Regions from separate parts of the Mus musculus genome. Here regions 1, 2, 4, 5 and 6 are each linked to region 3. Evidence: chromatin contacts called from public ChIA-PET, HiCAR-type, HiChIP or PLAC-seq and promoter capture Hi-C data. All regions are on one chromosome and are shown on one strand. Each heading gives the region's core, a stretch centred on a gene start, on an enhancer-like site or on the middle of the called end of the contact. The rest is flanking DNA. Distances are from core to core; before and after follow the strand shown.

Region 1 (4,430 bases), core at 713-3,212, 480 kb after region 3:
GAGGATCCAGAGCTCAGTGCCTCTGCACTGAAAAAAAAAAACCACACACACAAAACTGTGGCGTAGTGGTAGACAGCTTGGCTAAAAAGTTAGAGATCCTATGTCTGATAACCAGCTCAGCAAAATTAAATTCTAAAACTCTGATTCAAATAAAAAAATCTGCAAAAGGTGCTCACCAGTAGAGAAATCAGAAGATATAGGTTCCATCCTGTGTAACCTTGGGTCATTCACTTCATTCATCTCTCTGGGATTGTCTTGCTCTGTTGGGGAAAAGAAAGAGAAATAAATACCCACTTCATGGAATTTTCAATTAAAAAAAATATATATTGCATGGGATAAAATGTTTAGAATGGAATCTGCTGTGGCACACCCACACCCACAATCTGTTCCTCTTGACTGTAAAGGTGGAAAAGTGGACATAACTGTGAACTTTAGGATCACTGGACAGTTGAATAGTGAGACATTGCCATTCTATGGCTTATTAGGCATAACAATCTTAAATCAGTTACAGCACCACCTGTACAACATCTAGAAAAAAACTAGAAATTTTTTCTAGATGCTTGGGTACTTGGTTACATACTGTGCACACACGCGCGCACGCACACACACAGGCACACACCTGCCTGCCATTACTCAGTTTTTTAAAAATCCCGTGTCAGGCCTGCATTTTATTTATTCTCCTGCCCACCAAGGGAATTAACTTTCTTCCAAAAGCACCTCTTGCTGTTTCATCCTATGGGAAATTCTGAGACTGATGAAAGGCACATTCTAGAGCTTTCAGACCCGGCCCAATTTTTCGATGGCGACACGTGTCGCCATTTTGTTGGGAAACATGGCCGCCAGCCCTCCCCGCTCGGGGGTGGGGTGGCGGTGGGGTGAGGAACGCCACGCTGGTCCTTTCGGCCAAGTATTAAACAACACGTTCCTTCACACGACCTCCTCCAGGCTGACTATGGCGGCGGCACGAGGAGCCGGCAAAGAAAGCACAAGGCGCTCTCCAGCGTCTCGAGGGCCATTTCCCGGCGGGAGGCCTCGGTCAGGGCGACCTCCCAAGATGGCGGCGGCGCCCAGGCTTGGCCGCCTCCCGAAAGCGTGGTCCAGGCGGCGGGCGAGCCAGCGCGGACATGCGGGGGGCCATGCCGGCACGCCGTCAGTGCGCACCGCTCCTCTAAGGTCTCGGGAACTATCGTGGGACATAAAACACGAGGGCAGGAGGTAGCGCCTCCGAGGGCTTCCCTAACCGGAGCCGACCAAGTGCAAACAAAGCATTATGTAAGTGGACGCCATTCCAGCGGCCCCCGTTCCTAACGCCACTAGCCCGAGCGGCACTCGCCGGGGCGGGTGACTCTCGCTCGAGTCTCTCTGCGTCGCGGACGCAGCCGCCGGACGGAGGCCAAGGTGGGGGCTGGGACCAGGCGCCCGGACGCCGGGGACGAAGGGGCCCCACGTGCCCAGCAGAGCGCGTGCACAGCCGCCGGGCCGCGCCTCGCCTCGCCGCCCCTCCCCCCACGGAAGCCAACGCGGGCCGCTCGCGCCCCCCCTCGCTGCCGCGCATGCGCCCTGGTCCCCTCCCGCGCACGTTTTCGACCCGCGGCGGCCTAGCTCCCGCCTGCAGCGGCCTCCGCCGATGCCTGTATCGCTCCGCCATCGAATCCTTGGGCGGACCGGGAAACAATTATCTGTCCCCGGCACAAAACCAGTATATTTTCCCAGTCCCCTGCCGGAGCCGCTAGGGTTAACAAAACACGTGCTCCCTCTCAATCTCTGCCGGGTCCCCAGTTTTGCCCACGTTGTCCGTTTTCAACCCGACGGCGGTGCCACCGGGTTATTTTTCTCAAGGGTCGCGCGCGCTGGCGCAGTCTTGTGACCTAAAAAAGCCGGTCCTCTTTTTTTTCTCCTAGGGGTCCTGCGCGGAAAGCACTTCCGGGGTCAGAGGGTACGCGGGGTTGAAAGCGGGCTTCCCGCCCCGCCCAGACCGCCGAGGCTGCCGCCGGAGTCGCCACCGCCGCGCCCTCGCCCACCCGCCCGTCGACCGCTCCCGGTCCCGCTCGCCCCCGTCGCCGCCGCCGCCAGTCCTGCGACGCCGCCGCGGCCTCCCGCCCGCGCCCGCCCGCTCCTGCGGCCCCCCGCTCGCCTCGCGCCGGCAGTTCGGGCCTACTCCTCCCCTCCCCCGCCAGCCGCCCAGGACTTGACCACGTAACGAGCCCAACTCCCGAACGCCGCCCGCCGCTCGCCATGGACGCCGGTGTGACTGAAAGCGGACTCAACGTGACTCTCACCATTCGGCTGCTGATGCACGGAAAGGAAGTAGGCAGCATCATCGGGAAGAAAGGGGAGTCGGTGAAGAGGATCCGCGAGGAGAGCGGCGCGCGGATCAACATCTCGGAGGGGAACTGCCCGGAGAGGATCATCACGCTGACTGGGCCTACCAATGCCATCTTTAAGGCCTTCGCCATGATCATCGACAAGCTGGAGGAAGATATCAACAGCTCCATGACCAACAGTACGGCGGCCAGCAGGCCCCCGGTCACACTTCGGCTGGTCGTGCCCGCCACCCAGTGTGGCTCCCTGATCGGCAAGGGCGGCTGCAAGATCAAGGAGATCCGCGAGAGCACCGGGGCCCAGGTCCAGGTGGCGGGGGATATGCTGCCCAACTCGACCGAGCGGGCTATCACTATCGCCGGCGTGCCGCAGTCCGTCACCGAGTGTGTGAAGCAGATCTGCCTGGTCATGCTGGAGACGCTCTCCCAGTCTCCACAGGGGAGAGTCATGACCATCCCGTACCAGCCCATGCCGGCCAGCTCGCCAGTCATCTGCGCGGGCGGCCAAGATCGCTGCAGCGACGCGGCGGGCTACCCCCACGCCACCCACGACCTGGAGGGACCACCTCTAGACGCCTACTCGATTCAAGGACAACACACCATTTCTCCGCTGGATCTGGCCAAGCTGAACCAGGTGGCAAGACAACAGTCTCACTTTGCCATGATGCACGGCGGGACGGGATTCGCCGGAATTGACTCCAGCTCTCCAGAGGTGAAAGGCTATTGGGCAAGTTTGGATGCATCTACTCAAACCACCCATGAACTCACCATTCCAAATAACTTAATCGGCTGCATAATCGGGCGCCAAGGCGCCAACATCAATGAGATCCGCCAGATGTCCGGGGCCCAGATCAAAATTGCCAACCCGGTGGAAGGCTCTTCTGGAAGGCAGGTCACTATTACTGGCTCGGCTGCCAGTATTAGCCTGGCCCAGTATCTAATCAATGCCAGGCTTTCCTCTGAGAAGGGGATGGGGTGCAGCTAGAACAGCGTAGGTTCGCTCGTAACCCCCTTCCTGCTGTTTCCCATGATCCAACTGTGTAATTTCTGGTCGGTAATTCCAGGTTTTAAATAATTTGTAAGTGTTCAGTTTCTACACTTTATCATCCGCTAAGAATTTAAAGAAAAATCACATTCTCTGTTCAGCCGTTAATGCTGGGATCCATATTTAGTTTTATAAGCTTTTCCCTGTTTTTAGTTTCGTTTGGGTTTTTTTGGCTCATGGATTTTATTTTCTGTTTGTCGATAAGAAATGTAAGAGTGGAATGTTAATAAATTTCAGTTTAGTTCTGTAATGTCAAGAATTTAAGAATTAAACAAATGGATTGGTTAAAAATGCTTCGTATTTGAAAGCTGGGAATTCCTATCTTAAATTCTTCGGTTGCTGCTTTCTTTCCCTTCCCTGTTTTAAGTATGGGGTGCTTGGCGGCCAGGGGGAGAAGGGTGGCCCGCCCTTGTTCCTTGCAAGCTTTTCTTGCCTTATCGCTGAGATTCCCCTCCCTCTGCCCCAACAAAGGAACGGCAGGTTGGGCCTGCTTTGGGATGTTTACAAAAGATGGGTCTCTTCCTGGGAGTGACATATCCAACCTAGTTCCAGAGAGGCCTCTGCCTTTTTCTCTGGTGGAAGATACAGGTTTTTCTCGGGTGGAAAAACTGCCCGTTCAGCAGGACAGGGTGGATGGAGAGCGTCTAGCCCGTTGTCCGCTACCCCCATCCCGCGGGGCAAACTTGGCCAGGAACAATAAAATAATCTGTGGGAAGGCTTGTGGGGGTGGGGGGCAGGGACTAGGAGGAAGGGGAAGCACAAGGGGGGAAAGGAGGGCCACAGCTGCAAGGGGGGGGGGGATTGGAGGGCCTTGAGTCTGGGCTGACCCCAACAGAAGGACCACGTGGGGAGGGAGCCATGCACCTGTGGCAAGTAGCCCGTCAGAAGGTTACACCTGTCAAGCGAGGTGCCGGGAAACAAAGGGGTATTTTTGTGATTTTCCTCAGCTGTGTGCAATAGTTAATTACTGCAGGAAATAATCCTGCCTAAGTGGGACAGTCCTCCCAGGAATGTAGACCAGTCCAGGGTGTTCAAATGAGGATTCCTGAGTCCCACTACACACT
Region 2 (5,078 bases), core at 84-2,583, 310 kb before region 3:
CTGTCACCCCTCCCATAAAAACAAGTACATCTTCACAGATGACGCTGGAAAGCAGTTAAGAAGAGAGTGTGCCAATCCCAGTTGGAGCCATAGCACTCCAGCAGTCAAACAACAAACAGGGCAAAGTGAGATACATCACTGAGCACTTGTGGGATGCTAGGGATCCTTGTTACCAAGGTGACCAAACATCCTGGCTTGCCCAGGAGAGGCCTGGTGTGGTTTTTGCTGTCCTAGTATAATTAATAGCTTCCTCTTTGTCTCTCAAAACTGGCTCCATTTGGCTTTTCAATTTTAGGGTGATTGTGATTGTTAACTGTCATCAAAGAGAGAACAGATTAAAGACAAACTGTAACTGATCTTCTACCTTCTGTTCTGTTAAAGTGGGCAACAGTCAGCCCTTTAAATGACCCAATTTTAAGCCTTACCCAGGAGCCCCACTCCATTATTTCCATATCAATATATGGAAATTCTGCTATCCTCAACTGTGTTAAGTTCCTCACCATGAACTGCAATTGTCCATTTCCTAACCCCACCATGGGGAGGCAGTATTGCATAGCCATCATGAGCATGGGGTTAAATGCTAAGGTCTTAGGGTTTGGAGCAAAATCATGGTCCAGGAAATGTACAGATCACTGAGTAGGGCAGAGATAGCGGAGCTGGCCACACTCAGAGTGCTAACTTTAATGGCAGTGAATCCCAAGCACAGCGCCTGCTGCTTAGTAAATACTCAGTACAGGAGGAATCTTAGTTATTAGCCTGTCAATTCCAAAAAGCAGACCAGGTATGTGTGGCTGACTGACTGACTGAATGATATTTTGTAAAGAAGCTCGAGAAGATGAAGACAGAGAAGATGTTTAAAAAGAAACAAAGGCATCAAGGCCGGGAGAAGATCCAGCGGTGCTCATTGTCCAGCCTGACAGCCTAACATTAAGAATGATTTTGTTCCTTGGGACTCGTGGTAGGGTAGAACCAGCTCCTGCAAGCTGTCTGCTGATCTCCACTCTTGCACTGTGGCACATGTGTGCTCCCTCAGAGAAGCAAATGTAATACTTTAAAAAAAAAGAAAAAAGAAAGGAAGACATGAATGGCTCTTAGAAGTGTTATCTGGGGGCATCATAAGAGCAAAAGCTAAAAGGTATCGATCTGATGAACTCAATGAAATTCGAGAAAGGGAAGAAAGCTTGTGACTTCAGGAAAGGAAGCCAAATACAGACAGCTTCACCCCACCCTGTCTCGCCATCACCGAGATGTGCCCCATTCTCCCACCAGAGGTCTTGGGAGGTGACTAGAGAGCCTACATCACAGCCAAGGGATGGTGACACACAAAGCTAGTAGGAAATTAATAGGAGAAACAGGGCAGATGGGCGGAGTGTGAAAGAGGTCAGCCAGGGTCTGTTTTCAAGCCTGTTGCCAAGTTTAAGGGAAAAAAATTAGAAAAATACTTTCAAGGAGCTTCTTGAACAAAGCAGGAAATAAATTTGAAGTAAGAAGTAGTGAAGAATGGGACCTGGTTGGACAAGACTCCCTTGGAGGCTACATGCCTCATTGTGCTATCCCTGCGCAGAGCACCTGTGCAGGAGAGCGGGGGGCAGACATACCACAGGGGAAATAACCCGGGCATCTTTAAGACTATGGTCCTATCCAGCATGGACTCCAGGGAAATGCGAGGCTTTTGGCTTTGATTATGTGGCTGCAATAGGGTCCCAAAAGGAGGCCAGATAGAGCATGAGGGAGCCTTGGGTAGAGACCAAGAAAACAAGAGAGAATGCAGGAGTGGTGTGAATATGTCCAGAACCAACCAACAAACCTTGCTAGGATGGATTTTTTTCTTGTATCAACAGTGAAGGTCAAGAGGCAAGTCCACCCTCAATTCTCCCTAGCCTGACAGACGTTGTTCACATTAGCCCATCAAGACCAATCACATTCCCTGTGTTAACTTCTTGGAGGAGCTTGAAAGCTTAAGAGGATACACACAGTCAAACTGGTGTACAGTCGTTTGTTTTACTTTGGAGTTCAGCTACACTTCCTGTTCAAGGATGAAGATGGGGCCTAAAGATTTTTTTGACACCTTAAGATAAGCGATTAAATAAAATCGCTGAGGCAAAAGTAGGAAGTGAACGTTGGTTAGCTCCATCTGACAAAGAAAATAAAACAAGAACTTGTGAAACGGGAGGTAAAATATGAAGTGGAAAGCAAGGGACCTAGGACGATAAAGTATAAAGCAAGGCAGTAGTTAGAGGCACTCAGGAAGTAGTGAGAGGCAGAGTTGGCCATGTAGACAGTGACACTGTAAAGGCGTGGTGGGAAGTCATAGTTCCAAAAGAAGATAGATGCAGTTAGGGGAAGATGCTAAGGGTGACAGCAATGGTCACCCAGAGCGCCACATGCTCCTCAGTGCTGATGTGCAGCCTGGACAGGTCATTTAAAGACACTAGAAGACAACTCTTCTACTTAAAGAAAGCCTGAAAATATGGATTGGATAGGTCCCTCAACTAAGAATCAAAACTCAATATTTATTGGATGAATCTAATACCTAGACTTTTTTTCTAGTTAGAAATTAATTTTCAAGACAAAAAAAAAGAAGAAGAAGAAAGAAAACACATGCTACCTACAAGGGCTTTGAAACATTCAGTGCAAAAAATGTGATTGCTAAAATGCATCTTTTATAATGGATAAAACCATTTTGTTGCTGTCACTTGTAACTGAAGAAAACATCAAAGCATTTTCAGATAGCTACAGATTGTTCTAGAAAGGGGAGTGGTTCCTTGTTGTTGTTGTTATTGTTGTTGTTTTTAATGAAAATCATCCAAAGCATGAATCAAGATTTACAGAAACATTTAAACTGTGATGTTTGTTGCGTAAAAGGAGTGTTTCTGGTGGTGGGGTGTATAGCTGTGATTGTAGCTCTCAGAAGGCTGTGCCAGGAGGATGGAGAATTCTAGGCCCGTCTGGGCTGTACAGCCAGACGCAAACAGCCAGACCCAACTAACAAACTAAACAATAAGTAACAGCACAGCTGCTGAAACCTTTTAAGGAAACAAGCGTCTCGCTGATATTTTCAATGTCCAGTCGATAACTGCACTGACAAACAAGAACCGTCTATGAGAAAGAAAATGTGAAGTCTTCCAGTGAGAAGCTTATACCCCGCTAAATATTAAAGTCCTTGGAAATAATGCCCACATTGCTGAGAAGCGCCCAAAGTAGGGTCAGCTCATCTAAAGAAAGCTGGAGAAACTCTTCCAAGAACAGGAAGTATTCAGAGACTAAAAATGTGAGGGAGAAGCTTAGACTGCTAACAGTGCACCCACTGTGTGTGTGTGTGTGTGTGTGTGTGTGTGTGTGTGAGAGAGAGAGAGAGAGAGAGAGAGAGAGAGAGAGAGAGAGAGAGAGAGAGATAAATTTCTAGGAAGAGGAAACATTTATGAAGGGCACAAAAATAAGTAAATAAATACGACAGAAGATGATTTCCCTGAGCTAAAGAGAGATCGGCTGCTTCTGTCTAAATGAATCACCAAGCACCTCTGCCAAATTAATTTTTAAATGGCTCTCAAATTACATGATCTTAGAAAATTCTTAAAACATATGAGTAAGTAGAAAATTCTATGTTCTTCAAAAAAAAAAAGATTTCTTTACTCCCCCTCAAAAGTAAGACTCAGAATGGCATTATATTTTTTATTCTGCAACATTGATTGCTCTAAAAAAAAAAAACCTCAGTAATTATAGATCTTGAATAAATGTGCCTTTTAAATCCCTCACCTAGCCTCGGACATGCCAATTTCAAAATATGTGCCATCTGTGGGCCCTACTAAAAAGATTATGTGAAAAGATTGGTACCAAAATGGAAAATACACTTAAAACAAGATGTAAAAACAAAAACTCACAGAGAGAAGTATGTAATGGCCCTAACAAGGTTGTCAATATGATTATGGAGCAAAAGTTAAGACTTGGTTGATTTTTTATAGGAGAAAACACACTGTTGTGTAAAATAACCAAAATTTCCCTTAATGCATTTACTTAAGCTAGAAAATGCTGTTAGCTTCTTGCTCCACCCTCTTCCTCCCAGACCCACCTGCTGGGTCATGGGTGATCTAAAACACCCTGGATTTTGATGATAATCACCTCCTGTTATAGGTCCTCCCCCCACACCCCTACCCCCAAGTTCCCTTCAGGAGAGATGTCCTACCTTTCAGACACTGCATTTCCTGAGGCCGACTGGGAGAGAGGGGTCCTTTGGTTCTGGACACACTGGCTCATGCAGTCTGTCCTGTCCTCAAGGGCTGGGAGGTTTCTGTACTAAACTCTCACCGAAGCAGGCAAGAATGGAGACCTTCTCAGTCTGTTTAGGAGGCGACCCACCCGACGTATCAACTGAAGGCAGAATGATCATGGACAAAACTTCCTGCAAAATTTGAATGCACACCTTGAGTTCTAAATTTCAAAAAGCAACAAAATAACAGTGTGGTAAACTAATAGGATCCCGAGCCCTAATAAAGCCATGGGCAGCATGGTGTGTCGACCCCTACAGAGTGTGCCATGACAGCTTCCATGTGACAGTGGAAACCATGGTATCATCTACGCTGACTCTGCAAGATGTCTCTGGATACTTACACATTCTGAGACAGAGAGGATATGAATAATAATTAATGAGGCTGACTTAATAAATATATCCTAAACCCGATACCCCTTAGAGAATAAACTTTCCTTTTAAATGCCCATGCACTATGTATTAGTTCACAGAGAGTGCCTCATGTATCCCAAGGCACAAGGTTTCCCACCCACATGCTCAGCAACAAAGAACTGGGAATGAGCAGCAAAGTACCTCAAACTTCAGCTATAAGGATGATAGTTATGGCTCTTGTGTCAGCATGCCATGAGGAAGACAGGACAATATATTTTTTAAAAAATTAGAAAGACCCAGAATGGAAGAAGTGGCCGTCTAGGACAGAGGTTGGCAAACTATGGCTGAGTCTCTGTTTTTCTAAATAAAATTTTGTTGTAGCACCATCATGCTCATTTGTTAGGGCTCAATGTTGCTTTTATACTTAAAAAAAAAAAAAAAGAGTTGTTGACGTGGAGAC
Region 3 (4,652 bases), core at 331-2,830:
AATTGTCCTCCAAGACCCTTTGTAGGAGCAAAACAGTCCAAGAGTAAAAACATCATGCCCCGGAGACCAGAACAGAGTAAAAACATCGGAGACCAGAACAGGAGCAAAACCAGCCCCTGAACACAGCTGGGAACTAAGTCACTCCCGGGCACCTTCCCAAAATACAAGACTCAGCTACTGTTCAAATTCCATGTTATAAAAATGCCCATGACAAGCAGGGCGTGGTGGCACACGCCTTTAATCTCAGCACTCGGGAGGCAGAGGCAGGCGGATTACTGAGTTCGAGGCCAGCCTGGTCTACAGAGTGAGTTCCAGGACAGTCAGGGCTACACAGAGAAACCCTGTCTCGAGAATCGAAAAAAAAAAAAATGCCGATGACAGAAATAGCTAATTAAATGTCATACCCAGGAGAAGACCCTTGGCAACCAGAGTCCCCAGTAAGTGTCTTGGATCCTGGGGTTTCCCCCGGCCTGATCTGCTGGATGGTGTACCTGCTTTGGTGCTGTGCCCTCTGGCTGCTTGCTCTCTTATGCTAGGACTATGTGCTGCATCCTTATTAGACGCACTCATTTGAAACAAAAGGCGTGCAGAGCATTGTAGATCACTCTCCCTAAGGAACACCTAGCAATAAGGGCCACACCAGGCCACACAGTGAGCGTTCAGTAAATGGTAGCTGTTATCACTACGTGGTAACTAGTAACTATTCTTTAAGTGAATGGAGTGGATACTCCAGGATTTGGAAACACCCTAATATTCCTTCAACCCTGGGAAAAAGCAGCAAGCGTGGATAAACCAGAAGTATACTCTGGCAGGAAGTTTTGAAGTCTAACCGATCTTGAGTAAAGTAACTGAAGGGGAGTCATCGAAAACAGGTGGGCAGGGGGTAACCCACAAAATCCTTCTGTTAATCTGCTATTTTTATGAGATACATTTAGGAGTTTTAAAACGGGGGTGGTGGGGTGGTGGAGGGTGTCTCATAAATAGTCTAACCTGGCCTTGAACTCCTGGTCTTCCTGCCTTCACCTTTCAAGTATTGGGATGACAGATGATGAGGGATTCTATGCTAGCCTGATGAAATGCATTTGAAACTTCAAGTTGGCATCAGCATTCTGTCAGGCCCCTTTCTATAGTTGTCACACTCGGGTCTGACAGATATCTGAGGGAGTGGCTCTAGAAGAGGAACAGGACGCACTCGCACAAGCCTGGGCGGTGGACTTCCTCGAGTCACTCACTTCTCTCCGAGCCGTGATCTCCCTGGAAAGGGAACGACAGGACACGACACAACCCCGGGACCGCTCTTCCCTTCGGAGCCACATTCCCGTGGGATTTACAAGGGACATCCGTGGAAGGTGGCTGGCCTCGGGCTCTGGAGCCAGGACAAGGGTCCCTCAGACGCCAGCTCCTGCCTGTGAGAAGGCAGCGACAGGGATCTGCTAGCCAGGGAGCCAACACCTACCGCCTGCACAGCCGGACTACACCGACCGCTGCTCCCCATGCCCGCTCGGCCGCCGCCATCACTTCAGTGCCAGTGCGCTTGCGCGGACCCGCCTCCTTCTTGTCTCCAAGTCCTACGCAGACTCAGGCCCTGCAGAGAGGGCGGTCCGGGGACGCCGGTTCCTTACAAGTTGAGGGCGGTGCTGCAGGTGGCCTTTCCGCCCTCCTTTTACTGAAAGTAGATTTTTTTCCCTCACATAATATATCCAGATTACAGTTTCCCTTCCCTCTATTTCCTCCAATTTCCCCACACTTCCCCTCCGAATTCACCCCCTTTCTGTCGCTCATTAGAAAACAAACAGGCTTCTAAGGGAATATATGATATATGATATAACAAAACCTAACACATCAGAATAGGACAAAACAAACAAGGAAAAGAGTTCAAGAAATGCATATAAGTGCAGAGACACACTTGTTCACATATGCAAGAGTCCCGTGAAAATACAAAGCTGGAATGTTGCGGTAAATCTCCAATCCAAATATGCCTCAGCAATGAAAACACAACACAGTTAATATGAATACATATGTGCACCTAGTTTGGACAGATCTACCGCTACACGACCATCTTCCACATCTATGAGACCCCTTAGAGCTTGCAGTTTCTCCAGGCCATGTGCTTCTGCTCCGCTTTTCTTCTTCCTCCTCCTCCTCCGCGTCCTCTCCTTCATCCATTTTCTCCTTCTTCTTTCTCCACCTTCCATTCCACCTTCCCTTTTATCTGCCCAATCATCAGCTCTCCTTTATTTTACAAATTAAGGTGGGAAGCAGGTTTACAGGAAATCACCTGAGCGCTGACTCATTCCTTGTTCAAAACCACACACAGGAAAACGGAATTAACATAAAATATAATTAGCCCCAGGGCTATCGACAACACTGGAAGCCATAATATATATGAAAAGGGACCTACAGGGCAAAGCGGGGAGGGAGGGATGAAGAAAGGGAAAGAGAGAAAAATTGTAAAATATATGTATACATAAAATAAAAAACAAAAACAATGTAATGTAAACAAAAATGTGTAATTAAATAAATATACAAACCCAAAGTCCTAGCTTAACATTATGTGACCAGGGACCTTCAAAGATGCCAGTGAGCTGGTTCTTTGTTGACCATTCTACAGCTGGACACGTGGCCTACACTTAGGAATAGTTTGTCCTCCACGGCGAGATGGCTCCATGGGTAAGCGCACTGACTGCTCTTCCCAAGGTCCTGAGTTCAATTCCCAGCAACCACGTGGTGGCTCACAACCACCTGTAATGAGATCTGAAGCCCTCTTCTGGTGCATCTGAAGTCAGCTACACTGTACTTATGTAGAATAATAAGTAAACGTTTGGGTCGGAGCAAGCAGGGACTGAGTGAGCAGAGTTGACCGGAACGAGTGGGCCGACCGGATGGAGCAGAGATACTAAAAATTCAATTCTCAGCAACCACATGAAGGCTCACAACCATCTGTACAGCTACAGTGTACTCACATACATAAAATAAATAAATAAAAGGAATAGTTTGTCCCCCACGGTGAGATTCCCATGGAGAAATCTAGATTTTCATTTGCAAGGGGTAATCAACTTGAGATGGCTCAGGAACGGAGACAGATGCCTGCTTCTTCTTTCAGCTCTAGGGCTGACCCCATCTGATGCCAAGCCTGCCTGTTTTCTTGGTGTTCTCCATCTCCTCTGCCTCTTACACCCTTTCAGCTTTGCAGGTTGCCTGAGAGAGTTGATGGAGAGGTCCTACTTAGGGCTGAGTGTTTCAAGGTCTGTCATTCTCTGCATATTGTTTGGCTGTTAGTGGAATGTTTAGAGTCATTTTTATTGCTATATTCTTTTAGTTCAACAGTAGTTCTTGGTTTTACCCTAGGTCCCTGGGCTATCGAGTCTCAGATTCTTAGTTACCTAAGCACTGTTAGGTATGTTCTGGAATGGACCTTCAGTCAAATCAGATATAGGCTGGTTACTCCCACAAGCTTTGTGCCACCATTGCACTAACATATCTCGCAGGCAGGACACCATTGTAGATCAAAGGGTTAGTGGCTGGGTTGGTGCTTACCGTTCTCCTTTGGCAGCATGCAGAGTATCTTCCTGTGTCAAAGATGCTAGCACGTAGGGATGAAGGCTCTAGGCACCAACTTGACTTCTCTATGTTCAGTGAGTTGTGTGGGCATTGTCTTCAGCAATAGGGCCTTCCAAGTTTGTGGAAAGCATTCTATCCTATAGTCTTGGCAACCACCTGGGTTGTTTGTGGGTTCCTGTGGGGCCCCTTTGGCCAAAAACTCAACTAGATGTAGCCCATTTGGGGTACTGGAAACTTCATTTGGTGACAAGAGATATCCAGCTGGGACTCTCCTATTATTTGGAGATTTCATTTCGATCGCCTTCATCTGTGTATATATTTTAGGAAGCTTCTACTCTATTAGGTTTCCATACAAGCTCAAATGGCTCTTGATTTTTAGCTCCCCCTCCTGTATCCCCTCCCTTGTTTCCCTCTCATCTTCCCCTCTCAACCTGATTCTCCTGTTCCAGAGATCCACCTGCCTTTGCCTCCCCAGTGCTGGGACTAATGGAGTGTGTCACCATGCCCTATAAGAGCACTGATATTTACAATATGTCCTATGTATTTTACAACTCAAATTATTCTGGCTTTAAGCTCGGAAGTTCTTCCAGGATAGATTTTGGGTCCCTCTTTGTTACTGTCTGGCACTAGTGGAAGATGCTTCTCCTGCCATCTTGTGTCTACTTCAGACCCTAGAATCCATGCTTCTCCTGAGAGACCTGACTCCCTTGAGAACAGTGTCTAGAAATCAGGGAGTTAGAGAGAACAATGCCTGCCACAGGTAGGACCAGAGTTTGGATCCTCAGCAACCTTGTCAAAAATAAGCTCACCTGTAAGCCCGGTGCTGAAGGAGGTAGAGATGAGAGGAGCTTGATGAATTCTCGACTTTCAGGTTCAGGGAGAGATTTGGTTAGTGTCTGTCAACTTGACTATATCTGGAATGAACTATAATCCAGAAATGGAGGGCACACCTGTGATCCAGACCTTGAGGCTGGAAGACACACACTTTTGATCCAGATCTTGAGGCACAGCGGCCATGAACAGTTTAGGCCCAGGCAAGGTGGTACATACTTTTAATCCCAGGAGACAGAGACAAGCAGATCTCTGAGTTC
Region 4 (4,987 bases), core at 1,061-3,560, 330 kb after region 3:
TATGTAGACAGGCTGGTCTGGAGGATGCAGAAGCCCACTTGTTACTGCCTCTAGAGTGCAGGATGGAAAGCATTTGACCTCTTGCCTGGCTTGTGTTGATCGTAGAGGTTGGGCTTTCTCACAAGCTGACGTGTAATCATGTTCTCAGAGGGGAATAAATGCACACAGAAGGAGCTCCACTGAATTAATAAGGTGGCTCTTAGGGGCAAGATAGTGTCCCATGTTACTCCTTGGCACAAGAGCCCTCAAGTAATAAAGGAAGCACCCTTTCATTGTCTTCTATGTGGACAGCATCATGTTATGAATGTTGCAAACAGACAAACCCTTACTCTCTCAGTAAGCATTGCCAACAGGTAGGTAGGTATGTATGTAGGTAGGTAGGTAGGTAGGTAGGTAGGTAGGTAGGTAGGTGTGTGTATGGTGTGTGTGTGTGTGATATGTGTGTGGGGGTGTGGTGTGTGTGATATCTGTGTGTGTTTGATGTGTGTGTGTAATGGCTAAGCAGGTAAAAGTGCTAGGCACCATGCCTGTACGTGCCTCTGTGTGTGTGAACAAAGTTGTATTCATGTCACAGTGCAATAGCACAGTAGGTAATCTCAACTCTCGGGAATATTATTCCCAGAAACCCTCCTGTAAGATCAAATTCGGCTCAGTGGCCTTGTATCCCTCTCTAACACACTGGATACTATCCATGATATGAAAACAGCCTGTCATCTGCTTCCATGATGAAGATGGCAAGCCTCTTGGCAGAGCCCACATGATCCCTCCTTCACCCCAGTGCTGCAGTTGTGCAGGATCCAACATTCAGCAGGCATTCACAAATGTCTGTTACACTAACTTCATCGTACTTTCCAGCCACTTTTGAAAATTTGAAGAGGCTGTGCTAAGTGTTTTCATTACCTAAGATCCAAAGCCTGGCAAGGGGAGGTGGGAAGAAGGGGGCATATGTCTCTGATCACCCATAGCCCCCATGTCACTTTGCTGTCTTCTCACACCTCTAATACAGTGCTCTGGCTTCCTCAAATCCCCCTCTTGCACTGTGGACAGTGACTTCAGCTGTCCATAGTGGTTATCCAAGATTATCCCTAAAACTTCCTTATAAGTGACAGGAGATTCCCAGTGCTCTCCTACGGCTTGACACATAATCTCAAAAATATGGAAGTCAGGCCGCATGGTGGAAATTCTAGTTTAGTTGGGATCAGGTATAAAAGAGGCTGTACAAAAGTCTATTTATTTACCTTTTTTTTTTTTTCCTTAACATGATGACTAGTGGACCAAGTGTTTTCAAACTAAAACTAGCCTCTTCTGCCTCTTCCTAAGTTTTTGTTCTAGAAGCCTGTCCTCAGCTGTTGCCCGTCAAAGGCTGGCAAGAGCACTGGTTCCATCAGTAGAGGCTGCAGCCTTTCCCACTCGCTGTATACATGTTTTACTGCAAGAAGCCGCGTTCTTGTGTGTGTGCGCGAGCGCGCGGCTCATAAAGCCTTTCATTTTGAAGGTTACGGCAACATTTGGGAGGTTCCCTTCGGGAGTAGGATGGAGCCTTTTACTTACAAAAAACAGTAGTTGGGGCTGAAGAGATGGGAGAATGCAGTGGGTTTGCTGCTCACTTTCTCAGTGCCTACTGTCAGGTTCTCAATGGCCAGTTGCATGGAATACAAGGGACACCCACATACATACAAAAATAAAACGAACTCTCTCAAACCGCCATAGTAGTTTAGGGTGCAATCCCAGTGCTGTCACTTGCGCCAACATAAAGCTGACTTAAGAATTAAATGCAAAAGTCAAAAACAGCTCATGCCGATTAGAATTCGTGTGGCCTGACGTTGTAAGACACTCTTTCAATCCCAGCACTTGGGAGGCAGAAGTAGGCTGATCTCTGAGTTCGAGGCCAGCCTGGTCTACAGAGTTCCAGGACAGCCAGAGCTACACAGAGAAACCCTGTCTCGAAAAACCACAACAAGAAAGGATTGGTGTGATGTATTTTATACGTGTAGAGGAACGCTGGGAAAACAAGAGAGAACTGTGCTGGGTGGAGCGATACACAGGTGAGTTCTCCAGCAGGACAAAGGGGTAAATCGCGACAAGATTTAAAAAGAAATCTCAACTTGAAGAAGCGGAATTAGCGCCCAGTTCTTCCAGGAACTTCAGGCCCTGGGGCGACTTCCAGGGCAAGACTTAAGTCATCTGTTTGCTGGAGCCGCCGGAACCCTCGCCACGCGCTCTGCTAGTTTCCAGCCGGCCTGCAAAAATCAACTTCCAGCTGCTCCGGAAGTTGTGGGGTTGTTTCCGGGGCGGTCGGAGGAGGAGGAGGAGGACTCCGATGGGTCGAAGTCGTAGCCGCTCCCCGCGTAGGGGTGAGTCCAGAAAGTCTCACGGCTAGGGACGGTGTCAGGTGCTACCCACGACCTTAACCTCGAAGGCCCGGGAGAGTGCGGGACGGGGCGAGGCCGGGACCTGCTCTCCTCAGCCCTGCCCTGAACTAGAGTTCCACAGTCCCTTCGCTTAGCTCCTGGGGGACCGTGCATACATCATAAGTCAGCCTGCCTTTCTCTGTCCAGTCCCCGTAACCATCGTAGGTAACTTTACCGTGAAGGATTGGTGTGAGAATTAACGTCACCCTCCATAACATTCAACCTGCCTTGGCTCACAGATGCTTTCTAAATGTCGGTGCCCTGCCTGGGTCTTTAGTTGGAAGTGTTTAGAATTTGAGACCGCATATCCTAATGTCTTCTGTACATAAGACAGAGAGCATAGGACTGAGGCCGTGTAAGGTGGGACTTTGGGGAAACTCAGAGGATATCTGTATCCTCAGCCATGTTAAGGGATTAGAATTAGTCTCTAGTTGTTTAGAACAAGGCTCACCTTCAACTAATACTCAATTATCTTACTAGGCAACCAGGGCCTCAAGCAAATTGAGCCTTCGAAGTGCAGTAAATGTCCAATAGATTGGTTTTCCTTTGGGAAATACCTATTGTGTAGCATTATGCCTTACTTTGGCCAGTTTACTAATTAGTACAAGACATGGTAGAGCAAACAAGGGGGCGGGGATAGCCTCATACACAGCCATGCTTTCAGAAAACACAGAACTTTGTTTTAAAAATACGATTCTGACTGAAAAGATAATCTAATTGGATATTAGGCTATTGTATAAACGGTCGAAATATGGGTGATTTTAAAATACACCACATTGTTTGACTTTAAAGTAATTTAAGTGATGTTATGTGTTGAAATGTTAGTAGGGGTGTGTGTGTGTGAGAGAGAGAGAGAGAGATCAAGAGAACTGAACTTAGTGCCTCACAGATGCATGGCAAACAGGGCCTTACCATAACAGGGGTTGGTCTTGAATGATTGCTTTTTCTGCCTCCACTTCCCCAGTCCTGGTGTTACAGGTGTGTGCCACTATGCACAAGAATTACTTCTTGGTTTGTTTGTTTGTTTGTTTAGGTTTTTCAAGACAGGGTTTCTCTGTGTAGCCCTGGCTGTCCTGGAGCTCACTCTGTAGATCAGGCTGGCCTTGAATTCAGAAATCCTCCTGCCTCTGCCTCCCAAGTGCTGGGATTAAAGGCGTGTGCCACCGCTGCCCAGCATTTGTTTTTTTAAGACAGGGTTTCTCTGTCACTTAGCAGTGCCTATTCTAGAGCTCGTGGACTGGCCTGGAACTCACTGAGAAGGGCCTGCCTCTTCCCTGAGTACCATGCTCAGCTGACTTTTTTGTTTTTTTAACTGTTCATTGTGACTACTAGTAGTGGCTTGCATTATACTTCATTATGACAGCTCTAGGTGTTCAAATTAACCTTTAGCTCTGCTATTTTTGTGTTTGTTAGAACGTAGGCGGTCCCGGTCCACATCTCGGGATCGAGAAAGAAGACGCCGAGAAAGGTCCAGGTCCAGGGAGAGAGATCGCAGAAGGAGCCGCTCAAGATCTCCACACCGAAGACGCTCCAGGTGAGTGTAGACAGAAAATTAAACAAAACAAAGAAAGAAAAACTGAGAAACTTGTCTACAAGGATGCGGAGAACAAAGAGCCCAGGAGATGCCCTTGACTTTGCCTTTATCACTTAGAAGGGACTCTGGTTTTATGAAATGGCAGAGTTTAATCACACAGTATTCTAAAGCTAGCATTACTCATGGCAAATAGTTTAATTACAGTGTATCAGAGCATAGTCTTTTAAAAGATGTTAGTCTTATTTTCTGTGTGTGGGTGTTTAGCCTTTATATATGTCTGTACCTGGTGCATCAGAAACAAGTTTCAGACTGTTGCGAGCTGTGCTGTAGGTCCTAGAGCCCATTTCCTGTGGAAGAGCAGCCAGTGCTTTTAACCTCTAAGCCAATCTTCTAGCCCTAGGGAATTGTCTATAAGAGCAACAGGAATGATGAATGAAATCCCCTTAGAAAGGTATTTGGTAAAGAAATTTAAGTATGTGCTCAGCAACAGGTGACCCACAGGGACTGACGAACTCTTCAAAGACATCAGTAGGCATTTAGAAGTGTGTGTGTGTGTGTGTGTTCATTTTTAAATTTTCTGTTGCATTTGAAAGTGTGCAGGTGTGCATGTGAATGTCAGGGATAACTTGGGAGTCACTTTTCTCCCATGTCCTGCATGGGTCCTTGGAATCAGCTCAGGTTGTCCAGCATTTTACCTCTGGGACCATCTCACTGGGCCTACTACTATTCTTTTAAAATATTCCTTGTGTGTGTGTTTGTGTGTGTGCTCCAGTGTGTGCGAGTCCGTAGGTGCCCATGGAGGCCAGTTAGCTGTTGGTGAGGGAATCAGCCCTGGGTCTTCTGCAAGAGCAGTGCTTGTTCTTAGCCATAGCTCCTTCTCTCTTTCAGGCTCATCTCAGAAACTTGGAAGGTTTTTAGGTCTCACGGCTTTTCTAGACTTGGCCATATCGATAACTTTTAGATAAAAGTTTTTCTTCCAACCATTAGAGAGACCAGGTAGAGCCTTCCTCTGTCTGCTGTACAGGATGAGCTCTGGTCTCTG
Region 5 (4,954 bases), core at 310-2,809, 460 kb after region 3:
CTTTAAAAAAAATGTACTCCACAATAGTGGCTAAAGGCCCATTCTTGAGACAAAGTATCAGAATGGTATATAACATGTCATTTGTGGAGATAAACTTTAAAGACATAAAATAACTTTTAAGTGTTTTCTGGGTTTACACATTCCAAGGACACATTCTCTCCAGGGAACAGGAATAAGAGAAGGAGTCAGAAATTGCTACATTCCATATAAATTACTAACTACCAATCATCCTGGTGTTTGTGGTGCTAGGGATCAAGTGCTTCACCACTGAGCTACACTCTGTCCCCAAAGAGAATGAGCCAGGGAACAAGGCTACCCTCTCACCCAACATGGCCTTCATGGTTAAATATGGCTTTGCACCTGCCCACATCTGAACATATTAACATAGCCTCCCAATGCCATACTTTCTCCTGAACCTCTGTGCCCAGGCTTGTCTTGGATCTTTAACTGGGACCACTGAATGTGGAAGACAAAGGAAGACATGCCAGCATGCAGAACAAAAGCAGCTGCCATTGTTCCAGCAGAAATCCTAAAGGGAGGATGGTTCTATGCTGCTAAGAAATGAGCCTGGGGCAACCTAGTGAGGTCATGGGGTGAGCCAGTCTCACTAGACAGAGTTAAATGAAGAGTTATGTCCTGGTGAGACGTTTATGGTGAAGGGCAAGGACAGCAAAGCAGCAGAGAGAGGCCAGAGACTCAGACAGAAAGGAGGTGAGGAGGTATTATGGGGAGACAAGAAGCTGAGATAAAACCTTTTGCAGTAGCCAGGTGATGGTGGCACATGCCTTTAATCCCAGCACTCAGGAGGGAGGTGGATCTCTGTGAATTGGAGGCTAGCCTGGTCTGCAGAGAAACCCTGTCTCAAAAACAATAAAAAAAAACAAGAAGCTGGAGAGATAGCTCAGTGGTTAAGAACATTGACTGCTTTTCCAGAGTTTCTGAGTTCAATTCCCAGCAACCACATGGTGGCTCACAACCATCTGTAATGAAATCAGATGCCCTCTTCTGGTGTGTCTGAAGACAGCTACAGAGGAAAGAAAGGAAAGAAAGGAAGGAAGGAAAGAAAGGAAGGAAGGAAAGGAAGGAAGAAAGGAAGGAAGGAAGGAAGGAAGGAAGGAAGGAAGGAAGGAACGAACGAACGAAGGAACGAAGGAAGGGAAGAAAGAAAGAAAGAGAGAAAGAAAGAAAGAAAGAAAGAAAGAAAGAAAGAAAGAAAGAAAGAAAGACAAAAAACCCCAAACACCTTTTTTGTAATAAAGCATGATGGTATACACCTGTAATCCTAATACTAAAGGCTGAGGCAGGAAAATCAGGAATTCAAGGCGAGTCTGGGCTGGCTACAGTAGCTAAACCTGGGGTAGGGTGTTGGGGGTGGGAGACGTCCTCCTCTGGAAAGCAAGGCTGCGGTTGTGCAGCCCTCTGGCGACTGCACTCTTAACTTTCAGCTTCCTGAGCAAACATACTTGGTTGTTTTCCTGGTTACCCAAAGCAATGACACTGCTCAGTCCTTACCCAACAGCTGATTCACTACCACTTCTCAAACCACAGGCTCACTTACCAGCTGGCTCTAAGAAAAAACAAGTCGGTGTGAACTGTCAAAGTCCTCTTGGACCTGACCTTAGCCAGGAGAGCAGGTTTCATTTCAAAACTGAAAGGACTGAAGGACTGGGGAAATCCAAAGCGCGCAAAGACCAGGAACAGGTGGTTCCCATCAGAAGAGTCCCCAGCTGGAACGCAAACAGAAACTAGACCACTGATAAGACACGGTTTACAGTGTCTGTCTCCAAGCTCTGGCAGCTGATTAGGTTGTCAACTATTTACAGCAGGGCATAAACACACTTATCCCACTCCAGTCTACTCAATAACTCTTTTCTCCAAAGCTGAAGCAACTTTCTGGATTTATTGAGTTTGAGAATTACAGGGAGGATCCAATAACTGGGACATCAGGGCAAAGGGATCCAGAATCCTTCAAATGGGCCACATTTTGAGTATAAAGAGTTATTACTACCTCTTCCTGATTCCCCATTAATGGGTGGCAAAATTCCTGTCTCAGTAAAAACTTTTCAGTTTATTCCTAGTGACCATTTGCTGTGAAGTGACAATACCAGAGGACAGCTCAGCAGGAGTTGGGTTATATGCCTGAGGTTCCACTGTGGCTAGCTGTGACTCAAGACATGTCACTGCACTTTTCTGGGTTCAGTTTCAGTTTCCTCACCCGTAACATAAGAAGACTGGGAAACATCTGTACCAAGAAAAGTTTTAAGTTCTTAATTCAAGGCTACTTTTTAAAAAAGCACACCTCAGGGCTGAAGAGATGGCTCAGTGGTTAAGAGCACTGACTGTTCCCCCAGAGGTCCTGAGTTCAATTCCCAGCTCACAATCATCTGTAATGGAATCTGATGCCCTCTTCTGGTGTGTTGAAAGACAGGGACAGTGTATTTACATACATAAAATAAATCTGTTTTTTTTTAAGGCATACCTTACCACTCTATGAAAAAATTCAAGGCATAAATAAAATTCACAAGCTCCTAGCCATAATAGGCTGCTGCTTACAAAGGACTGAGGAAGGGCCAGTTTAGGCCACTGGCACATGCTGCATCACTAGGAACCCAGACGCCAGAAAGCTACTCTATAGACTGTGATCAATAGTAAAGAATACTGAACGCGGTGAAGACACTACTCACACAGGGCCCAAGTATGGTGAGATATGCAGATAATCCCAATACTTAGCAGGCTAAAGCAGAAAGATGTAAGCTCTGAGGTCAGATTACATAAGGAAGACTCTGTGCAGACCAAAAGATAGACACACACAAAGAAAAAGACATCAATAGCCCATGTTCACTACAGCACTGACAGCAACTGCATACTGCAAGCCAGGGCTCTCTGGTGGAATGCTTACCTAGCATCCATGAGGACCTGGGTCCTATCCCCAGCTCAAAGAGAAAGAAACAACATTGTTTTTAAAAGGAGAAAAGGAAAGAAAGTGGAACAGTCAGAGGGGGAACAAGGAAGAAAATGTAAACTATACTACAGAATACTTTTCAGTCAATTAAAAAAAAAAAAAAACGGTTTTAGCCGGGCGTGGTGGCGCACGCCTTTAATCCCAGCACTCGGGAGGCAGAGGCAGGCGGATTTCTGAGTTCGAGGCCAGCCTGGTCTACAGAGTGAGTTCCAGGACAGCCAGGGCTATACAGAGAAACCCTGTCTCAAAACAAAACAAAACAAAACCCCCCCAAAAAAAGGTTTTAAATCTGTCATTTGCAAGAGCATGACTGCAACAGGGGATCATTACATTAAATGATACAAGCTAGGATGAGAGTAAAGGCACTGTACAGTCTCCCCACACATGGAAGTAAGAAACAATAACCTCATAACAGCAAGAATGAAATGGTGGTCTGCAGCCAGAGAGAGAAAGAAATGAGAGGTGGAGAGGTTACAATTAGGAATACAGTTTTGGGGGCTGGAAAGATGGCTCAGCAGTTAAGAGCACTGACCGCTCTTCCAGAAGTCCTGAGTTCAAATCCCAGCAACCACATGGTGACTCACAACCATCTGTAATGAGTTCAGATGCCGTCTTTTGGTGTATCTGAAGACAGCTACAGTGTTCTCACATATAATAAATAAATAAAAATTTTTATAAAGGAATACAGTTTGGGCTATATTATATAAATAGAAAGACTACAAAGAGTGATAATATGCCCTATATTCTAGAAGCTAGAAGAGTTTGAAATTTTTCACACTACAAAGAAAAGATTAATGTCTGAGGAGATTGTGCTATTCAACCCAATTTGAACACAAGTATACACAATATGTGAAAACATCACATTGTCCTCCAGAAATTCACTTGCTTTCTGCTTTTTAGTTTAAATATTATTTTTTAAAATGTATTTTTCCATTAATGTATTTACTCACTTTATATCCCAATCACTGTCACCCCCCACTCCTGGTCCCTACCCCCAGTTCCTAAAATTTATTATTTATTGGGGGGGTGTGCTATGCCATGTATCAAAAGACAGTCTGTGGGAGTTGGTTCTCCTGCCACCCTCTAAGGCCCATGGATCCCTCTCTAAGCTACTTTGCCAGCCCTCCATTTAAGTGTTAATTTACACTCTTGGCCCTCTCCTATGAAAACCACTCAAAGAAATTTTCAAGTTAGTATTTAAAGCTAGACGCCAAGAATGACAACGCATATAAGGAGTACATCTCAGCATCCTTAACATCTTTCAGTGAAGATACCTGTGACTTCAGACAGCCATTAAACGGCAGTCCCTGCTGCCCAGGTCTTTGAGTTGCTCATCACCTAGTGGCGTAGTGAAGTAAATGCAGTTTGCCAAGAGCCCAAGTAACTTCCAGCCATTTTGTGACTTTCTCAAACCCACAGCAGAGTCTTCACTACAATCCCCCAGCTTCTGTGAGATGGAAGAGGCTCCACCTCCATTCATTTTCCAAGCTGAGGACTTCATACCCTAAGATTCATTCTCCACGGTGGAAAAGGCTTTGCACTTAAATAATGATAAGAAGTGACACACATTTGTTTAGCTGTGGCTGCAAAGTTCTTAGAGGTGAGAGAGCTAAAGCTGCCTGTGAAAGATGAACTAATACTGTGGGCTTCCAGGCTAGCCTAAAACTAATGAGACATCTCAACTAAATTTCAAGTCAAAACAAAAAACAGAGCCTGACGTCACAGTGATCCCATGTACTTAGTAGCTAAGACAAGACTGTAGAGTCTAGGCAGCAGAACCAACCATGTCTCAAAAAAAAAAAGAGAAATATTTTGCCAATGAGAAAAATATTATAAGGAAATAAATCAGACATGATGATACATGCCTATATTCCCAGTACTAGGGAGGCTGAGGCAGAAGGACCAGGAATTCCAAGCTAGCTTGAGCTACAGAGCTAAACCATCTCAAAATAAAAATGAGTTGGGGAGGTAGTAAAGTAATGCCCTCTGCCC
Region 6 (4,771 bases), core at 631-3,130, 380 kb before region 3:
GAATGTGGATAGATTATTTAGTCACCAGCTGAACCACCATTATTTAAAGTAGCAGTCCAATGCTCTTATTTTAACTCCAGTTGCCTGAGGTCTTTTATTGTTAAAAATATCATAGCTTCTTTTCATCAGTCAACAGAGACTCCATTTAGTAGGGAGTGAAACCCCAGACTGGTCTCACTGAACATCCGAGGAGAAAGTTGAATGACTGCTAGAGCCCCCTCGTGATGGATACTGGTGAAGGGCAGGGGTTGCTGCCTCTGCAAGGCTTTCTGATTCCCTGAGGCCATTTCTCTGCATCTCTTTACGGACTGGAGTCTCCTTCCTGTCTGGAGCCCTAGCTAGGTGTCCTCTCATAGATCTTTCCAGAATGGAAGCTCATTTGGGATCACCTGCTGGTTCTCCCTCTAGGACATAGCTGCCTGTAGTTTGGTTTCTCTGCTCCTTAGCATAAGAGGAGGGGTACCTAGCTGCCCATTGAATGGCTTCTGCTCCCCACTTGAAGAGAGACTCCAACGAAATTAGTTGTTCACACAGTAACCCTTAAACACAGAAGACCTTGGGTGGTGGCATAGAATTAGAACCTTTGCCCTTTTTGATCTGCAGCTGAATATAAATTAACTCTAAAGGACATTGTGGTTGGAAGGAAATACATACAGTTTGATCCTTTGAAGTCCAGAAATTCGAACTCACATTTTAGCTGTGCAGTCATAGTACTGGCTAGTGCAGAGGTAGGAGTTGAATGTGATTGGCACCATTAATCTGTCTTCATTTGCAAAATGGTTAACAGCGCAGTTCCTCCCAACCCACACCACTGGCACTACAAAGCTGAAATCATGACTGTGGTATTGGCCTATAAGTTCTATTTATAAGGCACATATAAACACATGTAGTTATATTTCCTTGTAATCTTCTGTAATCTGTTTTGCTGACACAGTGGTGGCTGAGTATGTGGGCCGTGTGTTGTTTTTTATAAAGTATCAGGAACACTGCAGATGGGATTATGGTGTTATCTCAACCCTGAGTGACCTGGCAGTTTCCAAAGCCTAGCTATTTGCTCTTCCCATAGCCAAATTGCACCGAGCCCAGTCAGGGCTGAGCTGCCTGCCTGCCTTCCTTGCTCTGATCACGTTGATGCCCAGGGTCATCTCTGTAATCCTCCTCTTGAAAGAAATGTCTGACTCTAGGGAATTGAATTTCATCCAGACGTCTGGGGCGCCACCAATCAGAGCTTGAAAAAACAAGTGTGTGAAAGCCCTTGAATTGGTGCTACTGTGTGAGGGTCAGAGTTCCTCATGTCTCAGTAGTTCTGCAGCAAGTCAAAGGTTTTGTTTGGTTTGGTTTGGTTTGATTTGGTAGAAAAACTACCCTGAAATGAAGAGGCAAACCAGAAAATCCACATTAGTGGGACCAAGCATCAGAGAGTTCACTGGGACCTGAGCTACGTCAGACAGAGAGGGCATTGAAGAAATGAATAGAGATGAAGTTGGTGGAGGCAGAGGGTGCAGAGCAAACTGTGTGATCTGTGTTTGGATGAGGAAGGGACAAGACTGTTTGCCAATCAATAATCTTGTAAATCAGTTTGTCTCTTGGGTTTTATGAGGTTTCTTCGACCCGCTCTCACTGTTAGGAAAAGAATACTTTTCAGAAATCAAGAAGTTCAAGTGTGATCCCCTTGATTTTGTATCAGCAGCTTATAAGTCCTTACACAGTGGCTCTGGGGTCAGGAGTACACGAGCCACAAAGACCTATTCTTATCCAGTGTTTGCCTTGGAACCTGCCGAGCTATTGAGAGAAAGAAAAACACTCGGATCTAGTAAAAGGAAATGATAACCGTAATTACATAACTAGCTTTCCCCCTAATGGTTTCTGGATCGTAGATAACCAGTCCCTGAGCCCCTTATCATAGTGAGACCTGAGAGGCTGAAGTCTATATAAACTAGACTTGGGAAATGAACGGATCATAGAAAATTGTATTATGCATGCCGTTGCATTCGCTGGAGAGAGACAACATGAGACGCCTTGTGAGTACATCTTTAACTTTGAATGTGGAGCATATATATATCCCAGTCAGACCAGCCAAGGAGGTCTGGATCCTCCCTGCCCCAGGAACTGTTCAAATCAACCCAGGCAGAATTTTCAAACGATGATTGGGTGTGCAATCTTCTGTTGGCACTTCTGTTTTGGAGAATCTGAAGGAAGGGTGTCCTCTAATGGAATCAATAACTAATTTCTTAAAAGTCAAGACTCTTTGGAGGCCAGGTAGATACTCATATGCTGGAGTCTTGTCTGCAGTGGTTTTCCGTATTTACAAATTGCCAGTGGGGAATAGCTTAGATGCATGTGGGGCCAGCTGGGATAGAGTGCTTTTTGTCCCTCTGGCTTTTTTAAGACAAGGCCTCATTCTGTAGTCCAGGCTACTTTGACTCGCTGTGGCTTGTCTCAGACTTTCCAAATCCTCCATCTAAGTCTCCTGGGTGCTGGCATTCAAGGCAGGCACGACCACATCCAGCTTTCACTAAAGCAGCTTCACCCTCTGCAGCTCTGTGTCTATGGCAGCTGCGCTGCACTGCACTGTGGTGATGATAACACTGTAGAATAGCCGCTTCCTTTGACTTTCAGGGGCCCCGTTTGTTACTGAAGCCAGATGCCGACTTTTCATGGATGTTAAGAGAAGGGAGGACCCTGCCAGTCCCACTTGTCATGATGGGTGCACTTGAGCTGGGCCAGCCTCAAGTACACAAGAAACTATGGCTAGCTTAACCCAGCCCCCTATTCTTTTATTAATGTCTGCTGCAGAAAACTCCCTTGATGGGCAGAGCACACCACATAGAGGAACTGAACAACTTAAATATTTTAAGGCCTAGGTACATTCTAACATAATTTCCCCCAAAATAGTATGCAAATAACAGTGAGTAGCTTTCTTCTTAGGCAAGGTAAGAGAATTCAGAGGAAAGGAAGCCTGGAGGGTGTCAGTTTCCAGGGGGGATGGAGGGTGGGCAGAGGCGGAATAGGGCTGACTGTGAGATTTGGGGTTTGGATCAAGAGCTGGAGTAGAGGATGTGCCCAGCCCTGGAAGTAGAGAGGTAGCACAAAAAGGAAGAGTGGGAGGCCTGAGCTATAGTGGTCCAGGCTGATCCTACCCTGTCAGGTTGGCTAAATCTATCCCAGTGATTGACAGTAGAAGCCACATAGGAGTGTCCTTGAGTGACTGACAAAACCTTGCCTCCTGAGCAGCAGGCACACCCTGTGTGAACACAGTAAGCTATAGTGTCCTGACACACCTGGGAACTCTGCAGGGATGGAGGGAGGTGAAAGCTGTGGACCCCAGCAAGGCAGCCCTGGAGTCTAAGCTCATCAGAGGCCAAGGACTAAGCACAGTGACCTTTGTTCCATTTCAGATTGCGCCTTCCATTCTTGTGACTGTCTTTCTAGTTCCAGCTCTGGCGCTGACGGTGAGTATGGTGGAGAGGGTCCAGTCTACCTATGTCTTTTAGCAGAAACATTTCAAAGATAATACCCAGGGGTATTATTCCTGTAGTTTCTCATGGATTCCCCCTTAACCCTGCACAGGATGAGCAGATAGACACTTGGGGCCACTGGCTTTACTCATTGTTGATTGCTCCTTCTAGAACACTAGCGACAGTTATCCTCTGGATGGCTCTGTGGGGACCCAGACCATCCATGTCGATGCCCTCAGAGGTGTGGTCAGCATCCGAGACAACAGCGTTCAGAGTGAATGGGATGGAGTCATGGACTACAAGAACGTAAGATGTGAAACGCACTTATTACAAGGACAAGAGAGCTCTTAGGTCTGCTCCAAATGGAAGCCTTTTCACTGTCTTCCTCAGGGACTGGGGTGTGCTATAGAAGTTGGTTTGTCTTCTAATGTTGACTTCTAAAGGAATGCGGCTATGAATCACCACCTCCTTCAGTAACGAGGCCCCTTAGGATGACACATAACCAGGAAGAGTAACCCTGTGACTTAGCCGAACTCTTTAATAAAATCTTCTGTGACCGCGGAGAATATTTTTCTGTTTAGCGTGCCTCGGTTGCCAAATCTGCAAAACAACTCCAGCAGCTGCCTCTCCTACCTAGTGGGACTTTAAAGGATGGAACGAAGTCACCACCCAGCCTCCCCACTCAGCCCTTTGCCACCCAGGTCCTCCTCACTCTGTCACATTCTCTCCAGCACACTGGAAGACTCAGAATAGACACAAGGTGTCCTCTCCACTCTCCCCGCGTCCGCTAGGTTATCTTCCCCTAACGCCTTCTCTCTCTTCACCTCCCTGACTCTTAACTTCCCAAGGAGATTCCCTGAATCCTCCCGGACTACAGATTGCCTCTAATGGATGCTATGAGAAGCCAAGTAAAAAAAAAAAATTCCTCAGGGAAACATTCCACAGTAGGCCACTAGGTGGCGCAAGGAAGGCAGAATTACTGCTAGAGCCCAGGTTCTCAACTTTCCCATTAGTGTGATGCTTCAATATGGTTCCTCATGTTGCAGTGACCCGCAACCATAAAATTATTTCATTGTTTCTTCATAACTGTAATTTTCATGCTGTTATGAATTATAATGTGAACATCTGATATTCAGCCTCTGTGAAAAAGGTCATTTGACCCCCAAAGGGTCAGAGCCAGTGTGTTGAAAACGACTGATCTAGAGGCTGAGTTTCTTGCAGCTGTACCTGGGGCTCTGTCAGACCCGGCAGCAGCAAACTGCAGCTATGATCCAAGCCAGGGAAGAACAAATAACAGACCACAAGGAAGAGGT

Evidence for each region. Promoter capture Hi-C pulls out the DNA fragments that hold promoters and counts their contacts. ChIA-PET counts read pairs in DNA pulled down with a chosen protein or histone mark. HiCAR-type assays count read pairs that join an accessible place to other places. HiChIP or PLAC-seq counts read pairs in DNA pulled down with a chosen protein or histone mark.
Region 1: a FOXA1 HiChIP or PLAC-seq map of pancreatic cancer cells shows a contact between it and region 3. The contact joins the promoter of Pcbp1 here to the promoter of Nfu1 in region 3. A contact is called at or near these places in 3 of 39 promoter capture datasets (liver, pre-B cells and stem cell-derived epiblast-like cells), 1 of 484 Hi-C or Micro-C datasets (embryonic stem cells), 3 of 115 datasets of contacts at active chromatin or transcription factors (cardiomyocytes, memory CD8 T cells and pancreatic cancer cells) and 2 of 9 other capture datasets (adipose tissue and pancreatic islet).
Region 2: a promoter capture Hi-C map of pre-B cells shows a contact between it and region 3, with 4 times the contacts expected there. The contact joins the enhancer-like site here to the promoter of Nfu1 in region 3. A contact is called at or near these places in 5 of 39 promoter capture datasets (the C10 cell line, the HPC-7 cell line, cranial neural crest and 2 more), 2 of 484 Hi-C or Micro-C datasets (neural progenitor cells and uterus), 5 of 115 datasets of contacts at active chromatin or transcription factors (astrocytes, embryonic stem cells, memory CD8 T cells and 1 more) and 2 of 9 other capture datasets (adipose tissue and pancreatic islet).
Region 4: a HiCAR-type map of embryonic stem cells shows a contact between it and region 3, with 2.9 times the contacts expected there. The contact joins the promoter of Snrnp27 here to the promoter of Nfu1 in region 3. A contact is called at or near these places in 4 of 39 promoter capture datasets (embryonic stem cells, hippocampal neurons, liver and 1 more), 5 of 115 datasets of contacts at active chromatin or transcription factors (the 230-238 cell line, astrocytes, embryonic forebrain and 2 more) and 4 of 9 other capture datasets (adipose tissue, embryonic stem cells, liver and 1 more).
Region 5: a contact with region 3 is called in an RNA polymerase II ChIA-PET map of memory CD8 T cells, with 12 read pairs. The contact joins the enhancer-like site here to the promoter of Nfu1 in region 3. A contact is called at or near these places in 1 of 484 Hi-C or Micro-C datasets (pro-B cells), 2 of 115 datasets of contacts at active chromatin or transcription factors (memory CD8 T cells and pro-B cells) and 1 of 9 other capture datasets (pancreatic islet).
Region 6: a contact with region 3 is called in a FOXA1 HiChIP or PLAC-seq map of pancreatic cancer cells. The contact joins the promoter of Gkn3 here to the promoter of Nfu1 in region 3. A contact is called at or near these places in 11 of 39 promoter capture datasets (the 3T3-L1 cell line, 3T3-L1-derived adipocytes, the C10 cell line and 6 more), 2 of 115 datasets of contacts at active chromatin or transcription factors (astrocytes and pancreatic cancer cells) and 3 of 9 other capture datasets (adipose tissue, macrophages and pancreatic islet).

The regions. Positions count from the first base shown.
Region 1 is chr6:86,523,721-86,528,150 of GRCm38.p6, reverse strand. It overlaps Pcbp1 (poly(rC) binding protein 1), which reads left to right and starts at 1,962. Exons shown (of 1, transcript NM_011865.4): 1 at 1,962-3,671. The coding sequence starts at 2,236. The coding sequence ends at 3,306. It overlaps 1600020E01Rik (RIKEN cDNA 1600020E01 gene), which reads right to left and starts at 821. Exons shown (of 5, transcript NR_037960.1): 1 at 718-821; 2 at 177-260.
Region 2 is chr6:87,319,051-87,324,128 of GRCm38.p6, reverse strand. All of the region lies in intron 1 of Antxr1 (anthrax toxin receptor 1), which reads left to right. Gm34090 (a long non-coding RNA gene) reads left to right here. Exons shown (of 2, transcript XR_001785289.1): 2 at 1-1,062. Among named protein-coding and RNA genes, the nearest start is that of Gm34090, 10 kb to the left of the region's middle. Within about 2 kb of position 1,333, at least 10 of the 459 cell types and tissues checked have an H3K27ac peak or open chromatin away from gene starts, as enhancers often do. A contact at or near this core is called in adipose tissue, where this site is marked.
Region 3 is chr6:87,006,764-87,011,415 of GRCm38.p6, reverse strand. Nfu1 (NFU1 iron-sulfur cluster scaffold) reads right to left here and starts at 1,580. Exons shown (of 8, transcript NM_020045.3): 1 at 1,457-1,580. The coding sequence starts at 1,515.
Region 4 is chr6:86,681,814-86,686,800 of GRCm38.p6, reverse strand. Snrnp27 (small nuclear ribonucleoprotein 27 (U4/U6.U5)) reads left to right here and starts at 2,310. Exons shown (of 6, transcript NM_025665.2): 1 at 2,310-2,354; 2 at 3,825-3,945. The coding sequence starts at 2,321.
Region 5 is chr6:86,544,761-86,549,714 of GRCm38.p6, reverse strand. All of the region lies in intron 3 of 1600020E01Rik (RIKEN cDNA 1600020E01 gene), which reads right to left. Among named protein-coding and RNA genes, the nearest start is that of Gm38676, 18 kb to the right of the region's middle. Within about 2 kb of position 1,559, at least 143 of the 459 cell types and tissues checked have an H3K27ac peak or open chromatin away from gene starts, as enhancers often do. A contact at or near this core is called in memory CD8 T cells and pancreatic islet, where this site is marked.
Region 6 is chr6:87,386,044-87,390,814 of GRCm38.p6, reverse strand. It overlaps Gkn3 (gastrokine 3), which reads left to right and starts at 1,880. Exons shown (of 6, transcript NM_026860.1): 1 at 1,880-2,021; 2 at 3,399-3,452; 3 at 3,630-3,764. The coding sequence starts at 1,980.